2 separate regions of the Mus musculus genome follow, and region 2 is linked to region 1. A link is a contact called in public Hi-C data. All regions are on one chromosome and are shown on one strand. Each heading gives the region's core, a stretch centred on a gene start, on an enhancer-like site or on the middle of the called end of the contact. The rest is flanking DNA. Distances are from core to core; before and after follow the strand shown.

Region 1 (4,272 bases), core at 1,076-3,575:
GGACGAAATCATTTCTACTGAGAGGGGATTAACATCTTGAGTATACAAAGAACTCAGAAAACTAAACAAAAATCAAAATAAATGGGCTAATATAATAGAGGGTTCTCAAATAATGGATCAGAAACAGCCAATACACACATGAAAACACAGTCAACTCCACTAGCAACCAAGAAATATAAACAGCAGACATTAAGAAAATAAGACCAAATGCTGGCAAGGATGTGGACAAAAGCGAAGTCATAGATGACACTAGGGGGAATATAAATTCTTCTAGGCACTACGGAAATCAGTATGGAGGATTCTCAAAAGCTAAAATCAGCTCTACCATATGAACCAGCTATACCACTCCTTTGTTTACCCAAAGGACTTCAGACCAACATATCACAGAGACAATTCCATATCAATGTTTATTGAGGAGCAATTCATAATAGATAATTTATGGAACCAATCTAGCAGTTCTATAATAGGGGAGTGGGTAGTAGGTATATACGCATAATAGATTTTTTTTAGCTACAAAGAGAAATGAAATCATGTTGTTTGCAGAATAATTGATGCAACTGGAGATACTCCTTCTTAGATTTTTGTATAGATACATGAAATCACCTATGACTGGGCAAAATGGAACAAAAGATCGGGGAGTGCGTGGGGGAGAGGAATAAGCCCAACATACAAAGCATATTTAGATGAAACTCTCCATATGTGACATAGTTCCATTTATAATGAATGTAAACAATGAAAATTTATGAACACACATCAGCAACAGTAACAACAGAGAAGAGACCTTGATATTTATACACAAAGAACTCAACAGCTCTCTGCTAGAGCTGAGTACAGTGAGAAATGACCATGTAAAGATGCTGTAATGGACCCCATTCTCAGTGAGGCCTTCTTTTGCTGGAATATTATTTTCTTCAGAGAATAGCTTTTTTATTATTATTATTATTAATCTGACGACCTCCAGATTTGCAACAGTGAGTCCAGAAAGCAGTGGCCCACCAAAGCTGAAAATGTAGTCAAAGGAAGGATAGACAAGAAAGGCTCACAAGGAGATTGAACTGGCTATTTAAATGGAGACAGAGTCTTCAAGGGTAACTGAGGAGAGAGAACTGGAAGAAAAGAAGCCAAGAAACAATTCTGAGCAAAGGCGTCTATACAGAGAGACCCTGAGGATTTGAGAAATTAGCATAACCCAAATAATTTGGTCTGTTTGAAGAGTAGCCCTGGAAGAGAGATATAATTTTTATTGACGCCAACCTGAGAGAATATAAACTCACCTGGGAGAATGGTTTCTGGGCGTGCCTATGGAGATTTTCTTGGAAGACCACTCTGGGTGGAAACATTCTCTGAGCTGTATTAATTAATTAATTAATTAATTAATTAATTAATTTGGTTTTACTGAGACAGGGTTTCTCTGTGTAGCCCTGGCTGTCCTGGAACTCACTCTGTAGACCAGGCTGGCCTTGAACTCAGAAATCCACCTGCCTCTGCCTCCCAAGTGCTGGGATTAAAGGTGTGTGCCACCACGCCCAGCTGAGTTGTATATAAAAAGGAGAAAATAAACCAAAGGTCAGCTTAAATTGTCCCTCTCTGTTTCCCAAATACGGATGCAATGTGACCAACTGCTTCAAGCTCCCGCTTCCTTGACTCCCCTGCCATGCAGGATGTACTTGCACCATGAGCTAAAAAAAATACCTTTTCTCCTTCACTTTGCTTTAGTCCATATTTTGTAATAGCCACAGACAAAGAAACGAAGACAGGGGGAGTGTAGTTCACTGGACCGAGTACATGGGACTAAGCCTGGGACTTGAGCCCGTGGCCATACAGAGGGGGGGGGACAGGACAGGGTACAAATGTGCGTTTGGAAAGACGACTCCTGTGGCAGTGGAGAGGAAGGATCAGAGTGGGAATACTGAGATGGGGAAAGTCAAGTGAAGACTAGGCAAATGCTGGGAAGACAGGACCCAAAGACTTCTGTGATGCCTGCTTTGTGATGTAGACGTTATCTTGCTAGATATCAAGAATGACTGAACAAAGCCATCCCTGCAAAGGTACAGGACAAGGAAAGGCTTTGGCCTTGGCTTAGGAGAATTTAGGATATTTAAAAATATGATAGTTTTATTGATTATTTGAGAATTTAAAACATATATGCAATGTATTTTAATCACACACACCCACTTCTCCCCTAACTCCTTGCAGATGCTCTGTGTCTTTTTTAAAAGAATAACCTACTGAATGCAATTCATGCTGCCCCGACATTTCATGAGTATGGAGCCACCCGTGGGGTGTGGTTACTCAACCAGGAATGCACACGGTTACCACAGTGCATAGACATCCACCCGTTATGAATAAGCTTTGAAAATGTCTGAAACTCCTTTTGCTTTATCATATTTTCTCCCTTCTGTGGTATCCTAGTTTTGCAAGCAAACTGGAGCTAAGTTTGTGATGCCTAAACGTTTCGGTATGTTTGTTTAAAATGACCCATGAAAGATCGTAATCACTCTCTAGGAGGGAGGAGTGCTTAGAGACAGTGCTCTGTGCTCCTTCCTGTCCAGTGATCTCAAACTCACATAGAAGACTAAAATACTAAAGTGTCAAATCTGAACCAAGGCTATGATTTTTTATTATGGCCTGGGTCTGCTTTACCTCTATGAGAGCATTTTGACTATGCAGATGTATTATTTCTCAACACTTTATGGTCTCTCTCTTGCAATTGTTAAAATGCTGACCAGAAATAAAACACCACCCAGAAGATTTTAGTACTTTGTGTGAAGCCTGGCTTATTTCAACAGTTTATGGTTCCCTGACATGGAGTTATTTTGTTTAAAAGATGCAAAGCTAGAAAGAACACCAATGCTGTTGACCAAACCCCAAGGTCCTTTGCATCACTCCTGGTGACTTCCATGAAGAACAGCCTTCTGTGTCCTCTGCTTATAGATCTGCCAGGTCGATTTGTAAGTGAGAAAGGCTTAAGAAATGACATTTAAAGTTAGAGGGGAATGCAATAAGAGTGGCTCCATTAGTAATAAGGTGGCTGGGACCCTCCGCTCTATCCAAACAGAAATAGTATGTAGGCCAAAATTTCTTTTAACAAAGATCTTGTAAAGTGCTCAGTTTGGTCTCTGTTGGGCCCTGTCTTAGGGTTTCTATTGATGTCATGTCCACAGTAACTCTTTAAAACAAACTAACAAACAAACAAACAACTTTTTATTGATTCTTTGTAAATTTCCCATCATGCACTCCAACTTCACTCCCCAACCCTTCTTATCTGCCTTTCACCCTTGTAACTTCCCTCCCAAAAGAAAAGAAAAAGTTAAGAGAAGTAAAACAAAAACAAAATAATCTCACTGTGGAAGCTGAGGTGTGTCATGGTGTGTCACACAGTATACCCTTTTGCTCAAATAGATTTACTTGCAAATGCTCATTGGTCTGGTTGGAGGCCTCTGGTTTCAGCTACACTATCAGTACTGGACAATCATGGAGTCTCCTCTTGGATGTCCTGTTGTTGCCTTGTGTCATGAAGATACTGCAGTGTTGGTTCTGTAGGACTGGTACCTCTACACACTCTAGAGGTCCACAGATGGGGTAAATGTTGGGATGGGCCAGCTCAAAGCCCTGGATCTGGCCCTGCATGGTAGCTAAGTTGCTCAGCCTACCAGCTCTCCTGTGCCTGCCACTGTGGTGCCAGGGACAGCTCTTCAGCTTTGCCCAGTTGAGGGGAGGGGCCAGCTCTCCCACACCCACACCACCAGAGCCAGGACTCCAGCACTCCCTCAGCAAGGGACAGGCAGATCCTGTTCACCCAAGTGCCACAGCCACAACTGGCAAGGGACAGAGCCATCCCTCCTGCTCTCATGCCCTCAGGCTGACTGTCCCATACTCAATTCCACACCCACATTACCAGGGCCAACTCTACCACACTGCCCAGGTGAAGGGCTGGGGCCAGCCCTCCCAAAGCCATGCTAACAGGGTCAGTTCTCCCATGCTGCCCAGGCAGGGGAGCCATTTGGACAATCACAGCATACCTAACAGGCAAACCGAGGTTTGGTTTTGCACCAATTATAGCCAGGCCTCCTCATACTCATCACAGAAGCTTGTCTGCTAGCCCTCCAGGGAAAGTTTTTCTCTTTTGTCCCGTGTGACAATGGTTGCAATGTCACCTAGAGTTCACAAAGGCCATCGAAGCACACCATCTATGCGAGAGCTGTAACACACTTAGGTCTAAGGCTCTGGCTGCGTTGGATCTAGATAAGAGCTGGAACATTTGAGGAACCA
Region 2 (4,272 bases), core at 1,268-3,767, 65 kb after region 1:
CCAAGCAGGCAACTCACTGGCACTACATGCTCCTAAGACCCAGAGAGGGCAACAGAAACCAAGGAATGTAAAATCCAACAAAGACCAGATAATAAGACCCAGAATTACAATCATCTCAAACCCAGATGCCAACATAAAAACACAACCAATAACAGCCAGAAAGATGCAGGACAATATTAGAGTCCAGAAATCCTACCTCAACAGGCCTCAAGTATTCCAATACAGCTGAAGATGAGACAAAGACTTCAAAAGAGCTATTATGAATGTAATCAAGGACCTGAAAGAGGATATGAATCTACTAGTAAAATCTATGAAAACACAAACAGTGAAATAAAATGAAGAAAAGAGTTCAGAACATGAGAGTAGAAATGGAATCCCTAAAAACTAAACAGGTAAAATTAGAAATGAAAAATTTAGGAACTCAAATAGGAAACTTAGAGGCAAGCCATATCAACAGAATCCAGGACAAGATAGAGGAAATAGACACTTTAGTCAAACAAAGTATTAAAACCAACCAACCACCAAATCATACCAAACCAAGCCAGGCATGGTGGCACACACCTTTAATCCCAGTACTTGGGAGGCAGAGGCAGGCGGATTTCTGAGTTCGAGGCCAGTCTGGTCTACAAAGTGAGTTCCAGGACAGCTAGAGCTACACAGAGAAACCCTGTCTCGAAAAACAAAACAAAATACAAAAAATAAACAAGCAAAAAAACCCAAACCAAACCTTTTGGCACAAAGCATCCAGAAAATCTTGGACACTATGAAGAGACTAATAGGAACAGAGAAAGAAGAAGCCACCTATGTCAAAGGCACAGAAAACGTGGTCTACAAGTTCATAGAAGAAAATTTCCCTCACCAAAAGAAGGAAATATCTATTAAAGTACAAGAAGCAAACAGAACACCAAATACATTGGACCACAAATGAAATTCCCCATGATGTGTTATAATAAAAACACTAAACGTACAGAACAAAGAAAGAATATTAAAAGCTACAAGGGAAACTGACCAACTAACATATACAGGCAGACCTATTAAAATAATGCCTGTTTTTTCAATGGAACCTTCTAAAAGGCAGAAGGGTCTGGACAGATGTTCTGTAAAGTCTCAGAGACACCAGAAGCCAGGCCAGTTTATTATACCCAGTAAAACCTTCAGTCACAATAGATGGAGAAAGAAAGACAATCAACAATGAAACCAAAGTTAAGCAGTATCTCTCTATTCCAGCTAGAAGGGGACACGAGAAACTTCAACATGAAAGTCTTAACGACCCAAGAAAACACAAGGGATAAATAAGCTCAGAACTACAAATAAATACAGGGGGAAAAACTCACACCACCACAACAAAATGACAGGAATTAGTAAACACTGTACGTTAATAACTCCCAATATCAATGGCTTCAATGATTCAATAAAGAGACACTGATTAACAGATCACACTATAAAACAGGATATATTCTTTTGATGCATCCAAGAAACATAACCATTTTTAAATTAATGATTTATTTGTTTATGTATGTGGGTATTTTGTCTGCATGTATCCCTGTACACCAGAAGAGAGCATCAAATCCCATGGGACTACATTTGTAAGTGTCTATGGGCCATCATGTGGATGCTGGGAAGTGAACTCAAGAACTCTGGAAGATCAGCCAGTGCTCTTAATAGCTAAGCCATTTCTCCAACCTCAAGAAATATATTTTAATATCAAAGGATAAACATAATCTCAGGATAAAAGAACAGAAGATATTTCAAGCAAATGAACCCAAGAAACAAGCCAGGGTAGCCATTTTAATATCAGACAAAATAACCTTTAGACTAAAATTAATCTGAACAGATGGGGAATGATACCACATATTCACTAAATGAAAAATACATCAAGAAAATATTGCAATTCTAAATAATTATGCACCAAGCACAAGGGCAGAGGACCCTAGACTACAGAAACACACACACACACACACACACACACACACACACACACACACACACAGAGAGAGAGAGAGAGAGAGAGAGAGAGAGAGAGAAGGAAGAGCAGCGGCCTGCATCCATCCGTCTACTTCCTGACTGGGGATGTGAGCGGCCAGTGCTTCCAGCCCTTGCAGCCTTGATTGCCTGCCATGATAAAATGCACCTTGAGCTAGGAGTGAAAACAAACCTGCTCTCCCTTCAGATGCTTCTGTCATGGTCTTTATCCAACAAGAGGAAAAGAAACTAAAACACCAATGCTCCCTATTTTGTCAAAAATCTCTTCACACTTGACAGGGACTAAATAGCTTCAGGGATGCCTTTCCTTCAACTAATATATCTCCTGTTTGTCTTCAGAACATAGTCCTCTGTAGAGCTCAAAAGCACTGTGTTCCAGTTCCATCTGAGGTTGCAAGATGACCTGATGTCAGTATATCCAATGCACCTCGTTTCCTGTTGACTTCCTTGGGCCTGCCCATGCTCACCCTGCTCTTCATAGGATGAGCCTACTCCAGTCCTTGCTGCCTTTAAACTGTCAGTTTCTCATTCCTAAAACCAGTACTTTCGTCAACAGCCATCCCATTTCTGCTCTGAGTCACTGCAATAACTTCCTGGTTAATCACCTGACTGTTTTTTAGGCCTGCACTCCATCTTCTGTGTAAAATACTAAATGCCTATTAATCATTCCTTTATAATTTGCCAGTGTCTCCCACAGTGTGAACAATAAAATTCAAGTAGTCAAGAGAGTAATATATTACACTCTGTAGTGGGGTCATAGTGAAGAACAACTTAGCATCACTGCCAGTTTGAAATTACTTCCTTCTACTCAGAGATGCTAATCTATAAATGCTAATGTATAAATTGTCTTTCTTTTTTTTTCCTAAACAGGAAAAAAAAAATCCCAGAACAACAGAAAATGCTAACAAGAACAACTTTCAAGAAATTCCATGGGTAGTCAAATATTAGGGACTTTAAAAAACTAGATGAAATTCATAATGCAACTAGAATCTCTTGGTTATAAGAACCTGGCACCCAACAGAAATAGAGCAGTATGAGTCTGTATCCCCCAACCTGCACCACACATATGCATGCCCCATGCATATACACACTTTCATAGACACCCATAGGATGGGAATAAAGACATCTAAGTTCTTAATACCTGTCTATTGAAGCTGTATTTCATTATGAACCCTGACCACTTTCATGGCAGACACTTACATTCCCGATCTCAAAGTTCTGCCTCATGAGGAGGTAAAGGGAGGCACTAGCGTGCGACCGGATTGTACTGATGCTGCTACTGCAATGACGGAGAAGCCGGAGGCACAGATCCGCACACTGCTCTGTCTCTTCCTCAAACAAGAGCTCAGGAAACTGTAAAAACCAGAAAGATGTATGTTAATATAGCTGACTTAGAAATCTGATAGGTTAGCCCAGAAATGAAACCGAGTGGTTGAGAGACAACATTAGTTAAGGTCAACAGTACTGAACACAGCCAGACAGGTGGGCTGAAATACTGGCCATGTCACTTCTTAGGCGGCAGTGTGACCCTGGGCAAGTTTCATGTTTTTGTGTGGTAGGCCCAATAACAAACATTACATACATGAACTGTTGTGGCTTCAGTCGTGTATTATGAAGAACAGTATGGACATGCAAGAGCACAACATAAACACACAAAACCAAACACACATGTTTCAGGGGTAGGGGTGGGGTGGGGAGAGGACGACAAACAGGAAACAACTGGTATAGCAAAGCACACAACAGTTTCACACAGCAAGGGTGGAACTGCCCATACATTTAATTTTTAATAAATGAGTTGAAGAGAAAGCTACATGGTGGGAGCTAGAACTCAAAGAGTGCTTGCATCCCGTGTCCAAGGACCTAGGCTCAATCTCCAGTATCACAAAACCCAGTAGAACAAGGAAAGAGGTGGACAGCCTGCATTCAGCTACTGAGTTCAGGTTCTTCTCAAAACCAAATGATTTTAGACAGGAAGCTGATTATCAATAAATCAGGTCAAGACACGTTCTGAAGACAGAGTCAGAGGCCCAAGGTTCATAACAAATTGACCAGGGAGTGTGGTAAATGACCTTGGACAGTGCTAAAGAAGAAAGTGAAGCCACATATGAAGACCTCAGGTAAACTCACTCACCTTTGAGACCAGGGCTCTCTGCGTGGCGAAGCAGTGCTGCAGATAGACTGCACTTTGGTTGCAGGCCATGCTCTGTAGCAGCACTTTTAGCACACCACCCAGGATACTCTCTTTGGATTCCGTTACAGACACAGTCTGCAATTTAAGGATAAAATGTA

The links. Hi-C and Micro-C count contacts between places; a contact is called where the count stands out from the background.
Region 2: a contact with region 1 is called in a Hi-C map of uterus, with 2.2 times the contacts expected there. The contact joins two enhancer-like sites. A contact is called at or near these places in 6 of 484 Hi-C or Micro-C datasets (CD4 T cells, the MNK3 cell line, effector CD8 T cells and 2 more) and 3 of 9 other capture datasets (adipose tissue, liver and pancreatic islet).

What each region holds. Positions count from the first base shown.
Region 1 is chr4:98,898,391-98,902,662 of GRCm38.p6, forward strand. No RefSeq gene overlaps it. Among named protein-coding and RNA genes, the nearest start is that of Usp1, 23 kb to the right of the region's middle. Within about 2 kb of position 2,326, at least 9 of the 459 cell types and tissues checked have an H3K27ac peak or open chromatin away from gene starts, as enhancers often do. A contact at or near this core is called in uterus, where this site is marked.
Region 2 is chr4:98,963,109-98,967,380 of GRCm38.p6, forward strand. It overlaps Dock7 (dedicator of cytokinesis 7), which reads right to left. Exons shown (of 50, transcript NM_001369286.1): 36 at 4,115-4,249; 37 at 3,184-3,336. Among named protein-coding and RNA genes, the nearest start is that of Usp1, 41 kb to the left of the region's middle. Within about 2 kb of position 2,518, at least 5 of the 459 cell types and tissues checked have an H3K27ac peak or open chromatin away from gene starts, as enhancers often do. A contact at or near this core is called in uterus, where this site is marked.